Linked DNA regions of Mus musculus: all the other regions are linked to region 1. The links are chromatin contacts, called in public HiChIP or PLAC-seq maps. All regions are on one chromosome and are shown on one strand. The core of a region is the stretch at or near the end of the contact, and the rest is flanking DNA. Distances in the headings are between cores, read along the strand shown. Region 1 has its middle 29 kb from the start of Gm40925. Region 2 has its middle 130 kb from the start of Phactr1. Region 3 has its middle 35 kb from the start of Gm32833. Region 4 has its middle 27 kb from the start of Edn1.

What was found. HiChIP or PLAC-seq counts read pairs in DNA pulled down with a chosen protein or histone mark.
Region 2: an H3K27ac HiChIP or PLAC-seq map of embryonic fibroblasts shows a contact between it and region 1, with 9 times the contacts expected there. The contact joins two enhancer-like sites. A contact is called at or near these places in 1 of 484 Hi-C or Micro-C datasets (bone marrow-derived macrophages), 2 of 115 datasets of contacts at active chromatin or transcription factors (embryonic fibroblasts and extraembryonic endoderm stem cells) and 1 of 9 other capture datasets (embryonic stem cells).
Region 3: a FOXA1 HiChIP or PLAC-seq map of pancreatic cancer cells shows a contact between it and region 1. The contact joins two enhancer-like sites. A contact is called at or near these places in 1 of 115 datasets of contacts at active chromatin or transcription factors (pancreatic cancer cells) and 1 of 9 other capture datasets (embryonic stem cells).
Region 4: an HNF4G HiChIP or PLAC-seq map of pancreatic cancer cells shows a contact between it and region 1. The contact joins two enhancer-like sites. A contact is called at or near these places in 1 of 484 Hi-C or Micro-C datasets (bone marrow-derived macrophages) and 2 of 115 datasets of contacts at active chromatin or transcription factors (embryonic basal ganglia and pancreatic cancer cells).

The regions. Positions count from the first base shown.
Region 1 is chr13:41,704,191-41,707,552 of GRCm38.p6, reverse strand. No RefSeq gene overlaps it. Among named protein-coding and RNA genes, the nearest start is that of Gm40925, 29 kb to the right of the region's middle. Within about 2 kb of position 1,707, at least 43 of the 459 cell types and tissues checked have an H3K27ac peak or open chromatin away from gene starts, as enhancers often do. A contact at or near this core is called in embryonic fibroblasts and pancreatic cancer cells, where this site is marked.
Region 2 is chr13:42,547,808-42,551,169 of GRCm38.p6, reverse strand. No RefSeq gene overlaps it. Among named protein-coding and RNA genes, the nearest start is that of Phactr1, 130 kb to the left of the region's middle. Within about 2 kb of position 1,794, at least 48 of the 459 cell types and tissues checked have an H3K27ac peak or open chromatin away from gene starts, as enhancers often do. A contact at or near this core is called in embryonic fibroblasts, where this site is marked.
Region 3 is chr13:42,366,238-42,369,599 of GRCm38.p6, reverse strand. No RefSeq gene overlaps it. Among named protein-coding and RNA genes, the nearest start is that of Gm32833, 35 kb to the left of the region's middle. Within about 2 kb of position 1,524, at least 60 of the 459 cell types and tissues checked have an H3K27ac peak or open chromatin away from gene starts, as enhancers often do. A contact at or near this core is called in pancreatic cancer cells, where this site is marked.
Region 4 is chr13:42,327,115-42,330,476 of GRCm38.p6, reverse strand. No RefSeq gene overlaps it. Among named protein-coding and RNA genes, the nearest start is that of Edn1, 27 kb to the right of the region's middle. Within about 2 kb of position 1,711, at least 97 of the 459 cell types and tissues checked have an H3K27ac peak or open chromatin away from gene starts, as enhancers often do. A contact at or near this core is called in pancreatic cancer cells, where this site is marked.

The DNA of each region.
Region 1 (3,362 bases), core at 458-2,957:
AAATAAAGCCCTTAACGTGAAAGGGAGGTGGTAAGCCGACAGCAGGGAAGTGTCACTACAGCCAATGCTGACATCTGTGTTGTGGCACATGCATGTGTCAGCTTCAGGGCCCCAACACTCTTCAGTACAAGGTGTGTGGACTGCAGGGACAGTGCCCACCTGCATGGAGTTACACACACAGTCCTCTCCAGATTGCAATTGCTCACTCCACCTGACAACTGACAAGCCCCTGGTACCTCCCTTTATTGATCAAATATATGCTGGAACTGGGTGGAGTGTAAAGATACCCTGGGCTTGTTTTAGAGGTATAGGGGTGTGTGTGTGTGTGTGTGTGTGTGTGTGTGTGTGTGTGTGTGTGTGTGAAGACGACATGCAGCATGTGAGTGAACTTTTAGGTGAAACTTCCATTTACCATCCCACACCTATGTGTACTTGGGCGTGCATGGGATTAAAAACAGGTGCATCTGGGTAAAGGATATGCAAAACTAACAAAGGCTTGCCTAACTCAAGCCTGTCCGTCAGGGGCATATAACCACCCTCACCACACCCTGGCAGTCTTCCGTCTGCACCTATACAAGCAAAATGAAAGCTTGGGAAGTAACCTAGGAGTCTTGGTGAAACCACATTCAGGGACACTGCTTCTTTGCTTCTGAATAAAACCTCTTGCTGCTTTGGTATCTGTGTACACTCCTATAGTTCTTAGTACAAGATTACAAGAACCAAGGAAAACTTAATCTAGGCAGCGACCATATGTGTGTGTGTGTGTGTGTGTGTGTGTGTGTGTGTGTGTGTGTGTGTGTGTGTGCATGTGTGTATGTGTGTGTGTGTATGTGTGTGTGTATGTATGTTTGTATGTATATGGGTGTGGGCTTTAAGACCCTCAACCTAGCTTCCTGGAAACCACTTGCTCCTGTTTGCCTTCAGAACAAGATGTAGAACTCTCAGCTCCTCCTGCACCATAACTGCTTGGACACTGCCATGCTCCTGCCTTGATGATAATGGACTGAACCTCTGAACCTGTAACCATTTCACTGGTTAAATATTGTCCTTATAAGAGTTGTCTTGGTCACGGTGTCTGTTCAAATCGGTAAAACCCCAAGACAAGGAGAATATGTTTTCCCGTCACTATTGTGCTCGTAAAGTGGGCTGAGGGCAGGATCCACGCATGAAATAAAGATTACCTGAGCCCACAGCCCATTATTTCTGATCACTCCTCCTTTTACTAACACCTACAGATTTACCAACGCACAGAATCCTTCCAAGACTTAAAGATAGAGAGAGACCTGTCTAAGCAAGTTCTAAATCTAGAACTAAGCAAGTGAAGTTTCTAAGAAGCCAAACTGAGAAGCCTTATGTCATCAAGCAATGTAACCTGGGTCGATTGCAAGTGCAGCATTTGTCTTTAAAATGAGAATTATTGTCTTGGCATGAAGACAGTTCAAGCACACAGAGGGAGCGAGCAGACAGGCTTTGTTTTCAGTTAAGTGAGGGAGGTATGCATTTATCACACACACACACACACACAGACACACACACACACACACACACACACACACAGAGTGATGGGGTCATCATTACGGCTGCCTTAGGCATCTCTTTGCAACAGAATATGGTCTGTTTCCACCACCACCACCCCCCATGTACACATCCTTAAGGAATGTGATCTTTGCTGAGATCATGGGCAGGAAATGACCTTGAGAAAAGCTACTCGATGCCATTCCTTGAATAGTCTGCTGTCAGCTCCCCCAGACTATCAGACATGAGGTGGTAAGGGCTGACTTCAGCTGTGCAAACAGAAGCCGCCAAAGGATGCCAGGAGAGAAAAAGCAAGCTAGTAACCAGAGCTATTTACATGTGGATGAAACACAACCACCCCTACCCCTGTAAAGGGTCCACGATGCTGTGACTCAGACAACTCCAAGCTCGAGTCTTACAGGTGACCTTTTCCAGGACTGTTACAAGGACTGGTTATTATCTTGGGGGGTTTTCCTCTGTGTGAAGAGCCTCAGGGCAGTGTTTACTCTGGAAGAGTGTGCTATGGCCTGTGATAACACTTCTGGCATGAGGAAATCTTGGATGTTCACCTAACCAAGCCAGAGCTTTCTGGCCATTAAGTTACACGGACAATAATGAAACAAAACTACAAGCTTGCCCCTGATCTGGCTTCCCTTCCAGGCTCAGATTCCCATGGATAAGTTTCATGGGATGGTTTGGTCCTTCACTCTCAAGCTCTTTGAACTGTTTCATGCCCTCCTTGTGCTTTGTTAGCTTTCCCAGAATCCTTCAGCACTTCCTAGTTGTCTCCATCCCTTACCCGTAACCATCCCCACGTGGCCACTGCAGTATCACCTGCAGGTCAGTTTAAGGCACATAGGCCACTAGCTGTCTCCGGTGTCATCTTTCAAACAGATCCCAAATTTTGTCCAAGTGCTCAGCACTCCCAATGCTTCAAGAACAATATTTACCCACTTCCTCTTGGGCAGATCTGGTGGATCTGAGTTAGACCATACCCCTTGCCTTGCCAGGGAATGCTGTTTCTGGCCTGTGAAGTGATGGGCAATGAAGAGCTATGACTATTTTGGGGACTGTTCTCCACACTCTCACCTGCCCGATGCTATTTTGGGATGAAGATAACCATGCCCTTTTATTCATATGCATGTCTTCACCCTCCATTCTGTAAGCTCAATAGCAGAGCTTTGCTGCCTTTTACCCCTGACTCAGTACAGTGCCTGGCATAAAGTAGACCTTCTAAACATGTTTGTTAAATGGGTGAATGATAGAAAGAATGGATGATGGGGTAAGGCCCACACCATGGTGAATTTTCTTACTGTGCTTTGTGTGTTAACAAGGGATCCAAATTCTTGAATCCTCAGTGAAAGGAAGTCTATTTGGTGCAATGCTTGGTAATAAAATGCAAAGTCTCGTCTATAAGATCTGCCTTTTACCAGAACAATATGCCAGGCCAGATGTAAATGTTTTATCTTTCCTAATTAGGAAATAGTCCTTCCATACTATCTATATGAAGAGACCACTCATCAAAAACTTACAATTCCACAGAAAGTGAGTAACTGGGGAGGGTCTTAGGACAGCCAACATACAGTGCATCATATGTACTATAGTTTGTTTGTTTGTTTTTTGTTTTGTTTTGTTTTGTTTTGTTTTCAAAACAGGGTTTCTCTGTATAGCCCTGGCTGTTCTGGAACTCACTTTGTAGACCAGGCTGGCATCGAACTCAGAAATCTGCCAAGTGCTAGGATTAAAGGCATGTGCCACCACCGCCCGGCATGTAGTATAGTTTCTGCAGAGACACCTCCACCTCCAAGTTCGTTATTAAGATCAGCAAGACAGGAAGTCCCGAGGGT
Region 2 (3,362 bases), core at 545-3,044, 840 kb before region 1:
TCTGTTTATATGATAAAAACCGGCATGGAAGAGCAGTCTTCATGACATGGGAGAAAGGTGTGAAAAATAAAGCAAGCTGGGGCGACATTTGTCTATGTGAGTCTGAGATAAGAGATGCTCAAGGCAGACATTGAGAATTCGGAATTGACAGCAGTAGGTGGAGGATCAATATCTGGGAATCAACCAAGCTCCCCAGGGAAAAAAACAAAACAAACAAACAAACAAAAACATGTGGACTGAGAATAATGAACAAGTCCAGGCTCCTGAGTTGTGTTGGGTGGACACAGAAAATATTATCTACTGACTAAGATGGGAAGAGTCAAGCCCTCTTGCCATGGCTGAAACTCCCTCCCTACAAGAGGAGAGAGTTCAGGAAGGCTCCGGATGACAGTCAAATTTCAGCAGAAACATTCAAGCAAGATGCCAATGGACACATGGTTATTGGTGTTTTTAGGACAGTATCAGCTAGGGGGCATTAGAGAAAAAAAGAGTAATAAAATACAGGGGCCTGAATCATAAACAGGGCACACAACTAAAAGGAGCAAAGATCACTTTTTCCTACAAGTGCGAGGACAGAATGAGAGGGTATTGGTCTAATTGTGCAAAGTCATTAGAGTTTGTTTGATTTAGCATACACAAGGCTTTGCATGTTGACAGAGTAGAGAAGTAATTTATTGGAGTGTGAAAAATTGAATCCCTGCGTTATCGATTGTAATAGAACATTGCTGAGGATAAAGGAAAAGACAACACCAAGAGAGTGGGTAGTTTCATTCTCACTGTCTCCCAATCTCCCAACAGAATGCTGATCTTGCTGCTAGAACCCAGACAAGTTGGAAAGATGAAGAGATTCATCAACAAACAGGAAGGCATTGCTGACATCAGCTAAAGAAGCAATAAGGGTTTCTTATGTCTGTAACATGGGGCGGGAATAAAGCAAGCATACTTTATAAAAAGCACAGGCAACTCCGGGAGTGGATGAGAAGGAAAAGAGTTCCTTTAGTTACAGGTTCTTACCCATGTCTTATCTATTTGTAGATATGTACAGAGGAAATTTTATGAACTTAGCTTTCCAGAGAGAAAATATGTGTGGTGTATGTGTGAGTGTGATTGTGTGTGTGTGTGTTCGCCTCTTTGCTAGTTTCTTTGCAACACGGGGTCTCTTTGTTACATTAGTCCACCATGAGAAATGAAACCAAGTGAACCTTAGGTAAATTAGTTTGAGAAACATTTAGTTTAAACAAAGTTAAGCAGAGTTCTTCATAGAGGGCCTTCTCAGAATTGTTACTATAATTAACACACACTGAGAATTATTTAAGTAAGTGATAAGAGTGGGCCCAGTTTCTCAAACTTAATCACAGAACCATTGTTTTTCTTGAACACATACTGACTTCTTGCCAGGAACTGGTGTTTTCCATGAAATCTGAAGGCAAATCTTGAAAGGCAAGACGGGATAATAGAAAACAAACAAACAAACAAAAACCAAGAGACAGCACAGTGCCATTACATTAAATGCATATATGTGTGTAAGTTGGATCACCAGACACAGAGGTTTCCTCCTAGAAATGGGCTGCCAAGGTAGACATAGTTGTTTCTGCTGTTCAAGGTCCAGAAAACAGGGTTGAAATATGAGATTTTGAGAGGTCAGCGAGGAACCCAGAATACAACACTTTCCAAGACCTCTAGAAAGTGGCTTCATGTGAGTTAGTCCAAAGCTCAAGAAGATTAAGCCAGGGTCTGGTCTAAAGAAGAGACTCATTCCCTTGACCCGGATCTCAAGCATCCTGTCTGCTGTGCAAAGCAGCCATCTGGTACAAAGCCGGCATTCCTGACATGACTTTCAGGTGAGTCACTTGCAAAGCTCTTGGTTTTGATTTTTTTTTTCCTGAAGTACATTGCCTATTTTCATTCCTATCTTTATTTTTTTCCTCCAGCTAGAAAAGCTTCCTGGTGTAACTCTTCCTGTAAAAACACAATTAATATTCAGCCCTTGATTCCACCCAAATTCCTATAGAAGGCAATGAGCAACGCTGTTTTGTTCTCCCTCCCACTGAGAATTGTGAAAAGCGTGGGATGCCTTTCTAATTCAGGAAGAGTCTCCTCCATGACTTTGTCCACTGTGTTACAGGAGATTCCCCACAAACTCCTGACTTCAATCTGTTATGGAGTGGGCAAATAACATTATCTACCCAGAGATGATTGTCTCCAATCAGCAGCGGCCTTCCCATAATATATGTTATTAACATTTATAAAAATATATAAAAGTAGAATGGACGGGTTCTCCTAGGAGAAGAAATTTTAAATCTATGGGTACTGGCATAGGATCAAGACTCTGTGGGATTGATAAGTCTAGACAAGAGTGACTTAGACCAAAAGGAATTGGCATGTGTTAGATTACTTACTGTTTGCCAATGCGTAATCCAGGCACCCAGTGTTAGTCAATTAATATTTACTAGTAGTTTAGTTAGCAGGTACCATCTCCTGAATAGAGTTTGCTTCTGCTTTGTGACCCAAATGTCTGTTGTCTCATGCTGTTTTATGTCTTTGATTTCATTTATTCGATTTATTTGTATCTGATCAACTTCAAAAGGTTAGCTGTGGTTGACACAAGTGATCTTTTAGGTATCAATAGACAAATTAAGCAGCCTATGGCCTCATCAGCCTCCAACATGATTGGCAGCTATGAGGAGTCAATGAACATGAAGGAGTAAAGGTGCCATGTATTTATTAAGTAACTTCATAGCACTTGGAACCTATTTTCTCTGTAGATGTATGTGAGTAATCAAGGATGGTATGTATGTGCAAACCCATAGATAAACACCAAAGGAACACTGGGGGAAAAGAAGAAAATGAAAGAAATTAAGGAGAATGTTAGGAAACTAGGAACCAATACTGTAAGTTCAGTTCCTGTTGAATTCGGTCGCACGGAGAGCTACGATAAGTAGCTTGAAGACACTTTATTTCTCTAACTATTTTTTTTTAACTGAGGATGGGCCAATGAGTTGTTCTTAACTTAAAATCCTGGAGTAAAGAGTTACTAATGGATGTGATAAATGCAGGCGACAGAGCCACATTCTTCCATAGTTTCTAGGTTTCAATAATTACAGCAATTTTTTTTTTTGTAGCAGGAGACAGTTCAGACCACGTTCATATAGCTACGTGCTGAGGACATAAGAAGACAAAGGTTGCTAGGCCACTGCCATTTTCCATCTATGCGTGAAGAGTTTGAAAAGAAATCCAAATTTTTTTTTTCAGGATGGAGAAGAGGTGATGGCTGAGTACCGTCCAAATCCTCTGGCACACAGCAGGCATAATGGGCAGACATTTTGAATATCTAGACACAAAAGACAACTAGAATAAACAGA
Region 3 (3,362 bases), core at 275-2,774, 660 kb before region 1:
TTCTACAGACATGAGGAATTTCAAGCATAAACCAGACAGTATCCCGGAATCATATGAACTCCATTGCATGGAGCACCTGTGAGTGTACACATGTATGCATGAAATATAAAGTAGACTACACTTTTTATTTACTACATATGTTGGTTGCCTTTCTCCTACTATGACAACATATTTGATTTTTTTAAAAAAATGCAATCAATGTAAGAAAGAGAGAATTTATTTGGAGGGATCATTATTTTTAGGGAGAGAAAGGGGCACCATCCATCATCATGGGATGACACGGTATAGGAACTTGAGGCAGCTGGTCACGCCATGACTACCATTAGGAACAGAACATGAAGAATACTGGTACTTATCTCACTAGCTCCTTTTTATACTGCTCAAAACCATGGCCCATAGAGATGATACCATCCACATTAGGGATGGGTATTTCTTGGTCAGTAAAATGTCTCTAGAAACTCTCTAATGCAAGCATGCATGCACACACACACACACACACACACACACACACACACACACACAGTGTCGATTACAAATTGACATAAAAATTAGCCATCAAAATATAGTATATTTTATTGTTATAGACTCTATATACACTATTTATGGCTATGTGTGCATGTCTTCCCCTCTCAGGTTGACTTGTGTCCTTCCAAAATTTATATATTGAAGTCTTAACCCCCAGTATCCCTAGAATGTGACCACATTTCAAGACAAGATCTTAAAGAAGTAAACTGAGGTACAGTGAGGTCATCTGGGTGAGCCATATCCCCTGGTAACTGGCATCTAATAGAGAGAGACTGGGACACAGTCAAGACAGAAGTCTGCCCACATGAGACCACAGCAAGAAGCATGTTGCCTCCAAACCACAGAGAGATGCTGTGAGAGAAATGACCCCACTGAGGCCTGCTTTTGGATTTTTTATTTTTGTATTTGTATTTTTGTATTTTTGTATTTTATATTTTTTGTAGAGTCTTGGAATTTTGTGTTAAAATGCAGATGGATGGTGATTCAATCACCCTACGTCATTTTGTTATGGAAACCCAAAGTAAACTAATACACACACACACACACACACACACACACACACACACACACACACGGCAGCCCAGTCTGGAAACACAGATAAACACAGCTGCAAAGATTTAGTAGTATCACACTAGAAATGATAAGCAATATTATCTCAGAGTCCAGCCTTATGGTCCACCTCTGTAGGTACACACATATGCCAATGTCTTGGCATCATTCTTGCACCAAGAGAAAAGGAGAGAGTAAAGTAAATATGAGCCAGCTGATAAGGCTGGGACCAAGCCTAAGAGTGCTACCAGAGACTTCTAACAGCTTTCTTCTAGAGGGGCATCTCCCAAGTCCTTGGGGGGTTACCCTGCCTCTCACAGACACTAGATTCCATAAAGTGGCCACACACTCTTCCTCTTGGGCTACTGCAGACACCACCTTGCCCTTTGGCTTTGGACCTGTCTGCCCTAGGTGATGGCTCCTCCTGGAACTTCTCCAGAGAGAGCTTTGCTAAGAGGCAGAAGGTTATGCCTGCCTAGAAGTGGTTAATGATTACTGAGAACTTGGAAGGCTCCATTGTTATTCTCAGAAACTTACACGCAAAGTTGAAAGCAAGATCCTTGGTGGTAGGAGGGAAGTGGGGCAGTAGAACAGAACAGGACAGAACTAAGCTCTTACTTCTGGCTTAACCCGTTCAACTTTGCAGAAGCTGCAGTTGTCCTGGCACGGAGAAGTTCTGGTCTTCTGCCACAGCAAAGAGTTTAAAAATAGCAACGTCGCCATTTTTTAAATGAGGAAGTCCAAAAATATGATCTTCAGGGTGAGTTAATAGCGGATGTCTCAGCTCACAGAAAGAGAAAGAAAGGGAACTTCTAGATTTAAATGGCATTTTAAAAGCTGTCACCTGTTTCTTTTTTATGTTATTTATTTATTTATACATATATAATGGGTTGCACATGCAGGTTTGAGGCCAACTTTGGGGAGTCACCTCTCCTTTCTACCATATCAGTACTCACCCACCATCAAGCTCAGGCTCACGTAGTTAGCATCAAATGCCCTTAACTACTAAGCCAGCTCATTGGCCCCTACTCTTGATATTTTTGATATAAGGTTTCACCTATATATTCTTCTACTATGAAGTTTAAAGGCATACTACATTTACATAAACAAGAGAAAATTCAAAAATTGGGATAGAAACATTTCAATAAAATAAAAAGGCACAGTATGCATTGAATGCAATTTCTTCTTTACTTACAAGGAGTTAATTTATTTTACTCTCCTCATATTTGCTATTTCTGAAAAAAAATAATATAATGCATTTTATTATATTCACTCCCTTCCCTGACTTCTTCCCCACCCATCCCTTACTTCACTACCTTTTTTTTTAATTTATCAAGTACAGTTTGCACTGCACATATTCTTTTGGATGTGCAGCCTTCACTGCAGTTTGACTGTCTTAGTTACTTTTTTATTACTGTGACAAGACACCATGACCAAGGAAATTCATGGAAGAAATAGTTTATTGGGGCTTACAGTTTCAGAGGGTAAGTCTGTGACTATCATGTCAGAGGACACAGCAACATAGACAGGCGTGGTGCTGAAGGAGTAGCTGAGAGTTTATACTTTCAGACACAACCATAGAGAGAGAGATCTAGTTGGGGAAGGTATGGGCTTTTGAAACATCAAAGTCTAACCCTAAAGACACACCTACCCCAACAAGGCCACACCTCCTAATCCTTCCCAAACAATTCTACCAATTGGGAACCAGGCGTTCAAATATATGAGCTTGTGGGGACCTACTCACCCAGAACACCACAGTAGCCTAACCACCATTAACAGTGCCCTTAAAGAAAACTAATTCTTTCTTCCAGCAGCTATCACTTATCAATAGTTTCTTAAGCAGGAGTAATAGTTCCTGCCCACCTCCCCTCTCATGCTTTAATTTTGTCTGGCCTGAGTCTGTGAGCTGCCTAGCCATAATTTCTTGGCTCTAATACTAGTGCCAGGTATGGTTTCAAACTTGTGGAGTGGGTCTTTAATCTAATCAGAAAGTGGTTTGGTTACTCCTGTGACATCTGTGTCATGATTACACCTGTGGACATATCTTGCCAGTAAGATATGCAGAATCCACAACTGCATAAGAATGGTAATTATTTTTTTTCCTCCAGTAGCATAATAGTAACTTCAAGGGGGACAATGGAAGCAATTCAATAGGATGAAGCTCCCAGGTAAATGCCAGCATGTTCTATGACATAAGTATATGGTATCTTCAGCAAAAGGGTCTTACTGCCAAATTCTGGAGAATAATCAAGAGCACAATCCAGATATCTCCTTTGGGTATATATCCC
Region 4 (3,362 bases), core at 462-2,961, 620 kb before region 1:
TAGGTAGAATATGAGCTGCCCAAAGGTTAAGATAGGGTCTAATATGTCTTTCCATTCTCCAGAGCAATCTTGCAAACAGCCTATCTTGTGCTAAGGAGCATAGCTAACTTTTAGAGACTTCAGATGAATCAGCCTTGGGGTGCTTCTGCCAAGCTGACTTCATCTTGCTAACTTTACAGAGATAATGCTTCTTAATATTCTTCGGGATAGTCAGGGTACGAAATCCCATCCTGTACTTTTGACTTAACATCCTGGTGCCTAGTAACATTTCCTGTGGGAAGTTTCTTTTTTTTTTTTTTTTTTTTTTCATTTTTTTTATTAGGTATTTAGCTCATTTACATTTCCAATGCTATACCAAAAGTCCCCCTTACCCACCCACCCCCACTCCCCTACCCACCCACTCCCCCCCTTTGGCCCTGGCGTTCCCCTGTACCGGGGCACACAAAGTCTGCGTGTCCAATGGGCCTCTCTTTCCAGTGATGGCCGACTAGGCCATCTTTTGATACATATGCAGCTAGAGTCAAGAGCTCAGGGGTACTGGTTAGTTCATAATGTTGTTCCACCTATAGGGTTGAAGTTCCCTTTAGCTCCTTGGGTACTTTCTCTAGCTCCTCCATTGGGAGCCCTGTGATCCATCCATTAGCTGACTGTGAGCATCCACTTCTGTGTTTGCTAGGCCCCGGCATAGTCTCACAAGAGACAGCTACATCTGGGTCCTTTCAGTAAAATCTTGCTAGTGTATGCAATGGTGTCAGCATTTGGAAGCTGATTATGGGGTGGATCCCTGGATATGGCAGTCTCTACATGGTCCATCCTTTCATCTCAGCTCCATACTTTGTTTCTGTAACTCCTTCCATGGGATGTGGGAAGTTTCTAATATTTTCTCCTAGGTCTCAATGGTTACAATATGTTTTAAACTGCCACCTTGTCACCCAGTTCCTGTTTTGTTTTGTTGTTTTGTTTTAAGCCACTTAAAAAAATACTTGTAATTCCAACAGAAAAACCCTAATGAGATGCCTGGGTTCTGAAACAAAGACTTAATGAGGAAGCCCTTGCTTGAGCACCCTCAGGATGTTGACAAGGTCCCACCACGCCTGTGAGTCTCCCACTGTGAGCTGGCAGGGCTCCTACCACCCAGAAAGTGATAGACAAACTCCCTGGAGATGTCTTGCCCCCAGGGGGAATACAAACAGAAGAGGCAGAAATCAGAGCCACCTCCAGAGTGGTGATGTGAAGAGGTTACCTTCTAGCTTGTGGGGGAGGGCTCCCACCCCCTCTTTGTCCTCCCTGTGTCCTTGACACAGACAAGCCAAAGAGAGAGGTAAAGTCCCTTGGCAATCTTGCCTAGTAATAACTCAAAAGAGGAACACCCATAATCTGTTGAGCTAAAGAGCAAAGAATATCCCTTTGGGGAGAACAGAATTTTTAATAGGAGACAGGTCAGTCTGAGTTTTGTTTTCTGTTAAAGACGCCAGCCAACATTCCTAAATCTAGATGTTATGAATAAACAAAAGTAAAGGGGAAACTAGTCACCCGTGGTCCATGACAGTAGGTAGACAATGATGTACAAAGATCTGTCCTTTTTACACAGGAATTTTACTTCCCATATTTAGAATCATGCACCCCACCCCCACCCCTTGGGGGAAGGGACTGCCTGCTGAAGAAAGGTCCCGTAGTGCCTCCTTGCATAGTTTGTGCCATGAGTCATGGCTGGGCCATGCCTTGTCCTTCAGCTCCACTGAGAAGAGTCACTGTGCACTGTATTCCTTCCTTCTGACACAGTCTGACTTCACTAGAGATTGAGTTCCTCTTTTGACTTACATGGTCAGCCAGGAAACCCTACTCACAACAGATAGAGCAGGGTGGAGTTTAAGTCCCAGTATGCATTGGATGGAAACACCTCTCCCCGTGTGCTGAACTGTCTTTGAAAACTTTCCAAACTATGGTAGTACTGAGTGGTAATATTAAACCTCCCTAGATTGGGAGGGGGGTGGCAACATGTGAAGAAATAAAAAAGGGGGAGGTAAGCTAGAAGAGCATAGAAAGTATCTGTGAAGTGCTCAGCCACAAAACTGAGACACCTAGATCATATTATATCAGCCAGGCCCTCTCCAGCCCAGGATCAGGGAGCATGGCAAAACAGACCATGGAAAAATCTCCTCCAGCCAGGGGTCAAGAAGGACCAGATTGAAGCAGCATCACTAGACAGGACAGAACCACTACACTCCATGAACTCGCAGCTGCTGTGGTTGGCGGCATCAGATCTGCACAAGATCAAGCCAGTCAGCATTCCAGAACAGAACGGGGAAGGGCTTGTGAGCCTTCTCTCAGCTGAGGGGCTACTATCCTCTGAAGGCTTCTAGGGGAAAGAGACTCGGCTTTCTTTAAGACCAGGATCCTTGGAAGATTGGCCATGCTTTAATGAATGCTTCACACCCATGAGTATTTGGACAGTATAAACTGGAATCAGTGTGTTATTTAAAAAACAAAAGAAGATCTGAAGTCGGGCTGGGAGGGATAAGGTTGGGATGGATCTGTGAGGGGCTAGAAAGAAGAGTAAAAGATGAATATGATCAAATTTCATTGTTTTGGGGTATGAAATTCTCAAAGAGTTAATAAAAATATAATACTTTTTAAATTAAAAATAACCTAAAAGGATCATTTAAGTTATTAAAAATGAACTAGGAAGATTTAGGTTGAAGGAAACATTTTTGATTCATCTGTCCACCTTTTATTGCATTGAAAGACTTTGGGAGACAAAAAATGAAAATTGCTAGGACGACATGTGTCTATGTACATATACACACACAGAAGTTATTTATTTAAATTGTTTAACTTGACTATATGGGGAGAGGATATTCTCATTGAAGGGTTTGTGAAAAAGTCTTCTGAATGCAAGCATATCAATAAACTGTTCGCTTGAACACTTGTGTTAGATACCTTGAGTGACAATAAAAGTCACAAGTCCCCACCAGCCAACAGCTCCAGCTTCTGCTGGTGCAAGTTTTGCATCCTATATCAGAACTGCTTCTGGAAACTTCCCATGTCTGATAGTTGTTAAAGTGAAAATTCTGAATCTCCATAAATGAATGATAGTTCTTACTCAAGAATAGAGAAGACTTGGTTCTCCCTCTCTTTTTTTCTTTCCATCTTGAAAACTGTATTTAGAGCTTTGGCTTGCATGATAATAAATGCCCATTTACATTTATGAACAGGAGATACACAAATTTATGTTTACCATAACCAAGTATAATTCTTCATGAAAGACCAAGTATATTTCTTGATGTACAAAGATCTGTCCTTTTTACACAGGAATTTTACTTCCCATATTTAGAATCATACACCCCACCCCCACCCCTTGG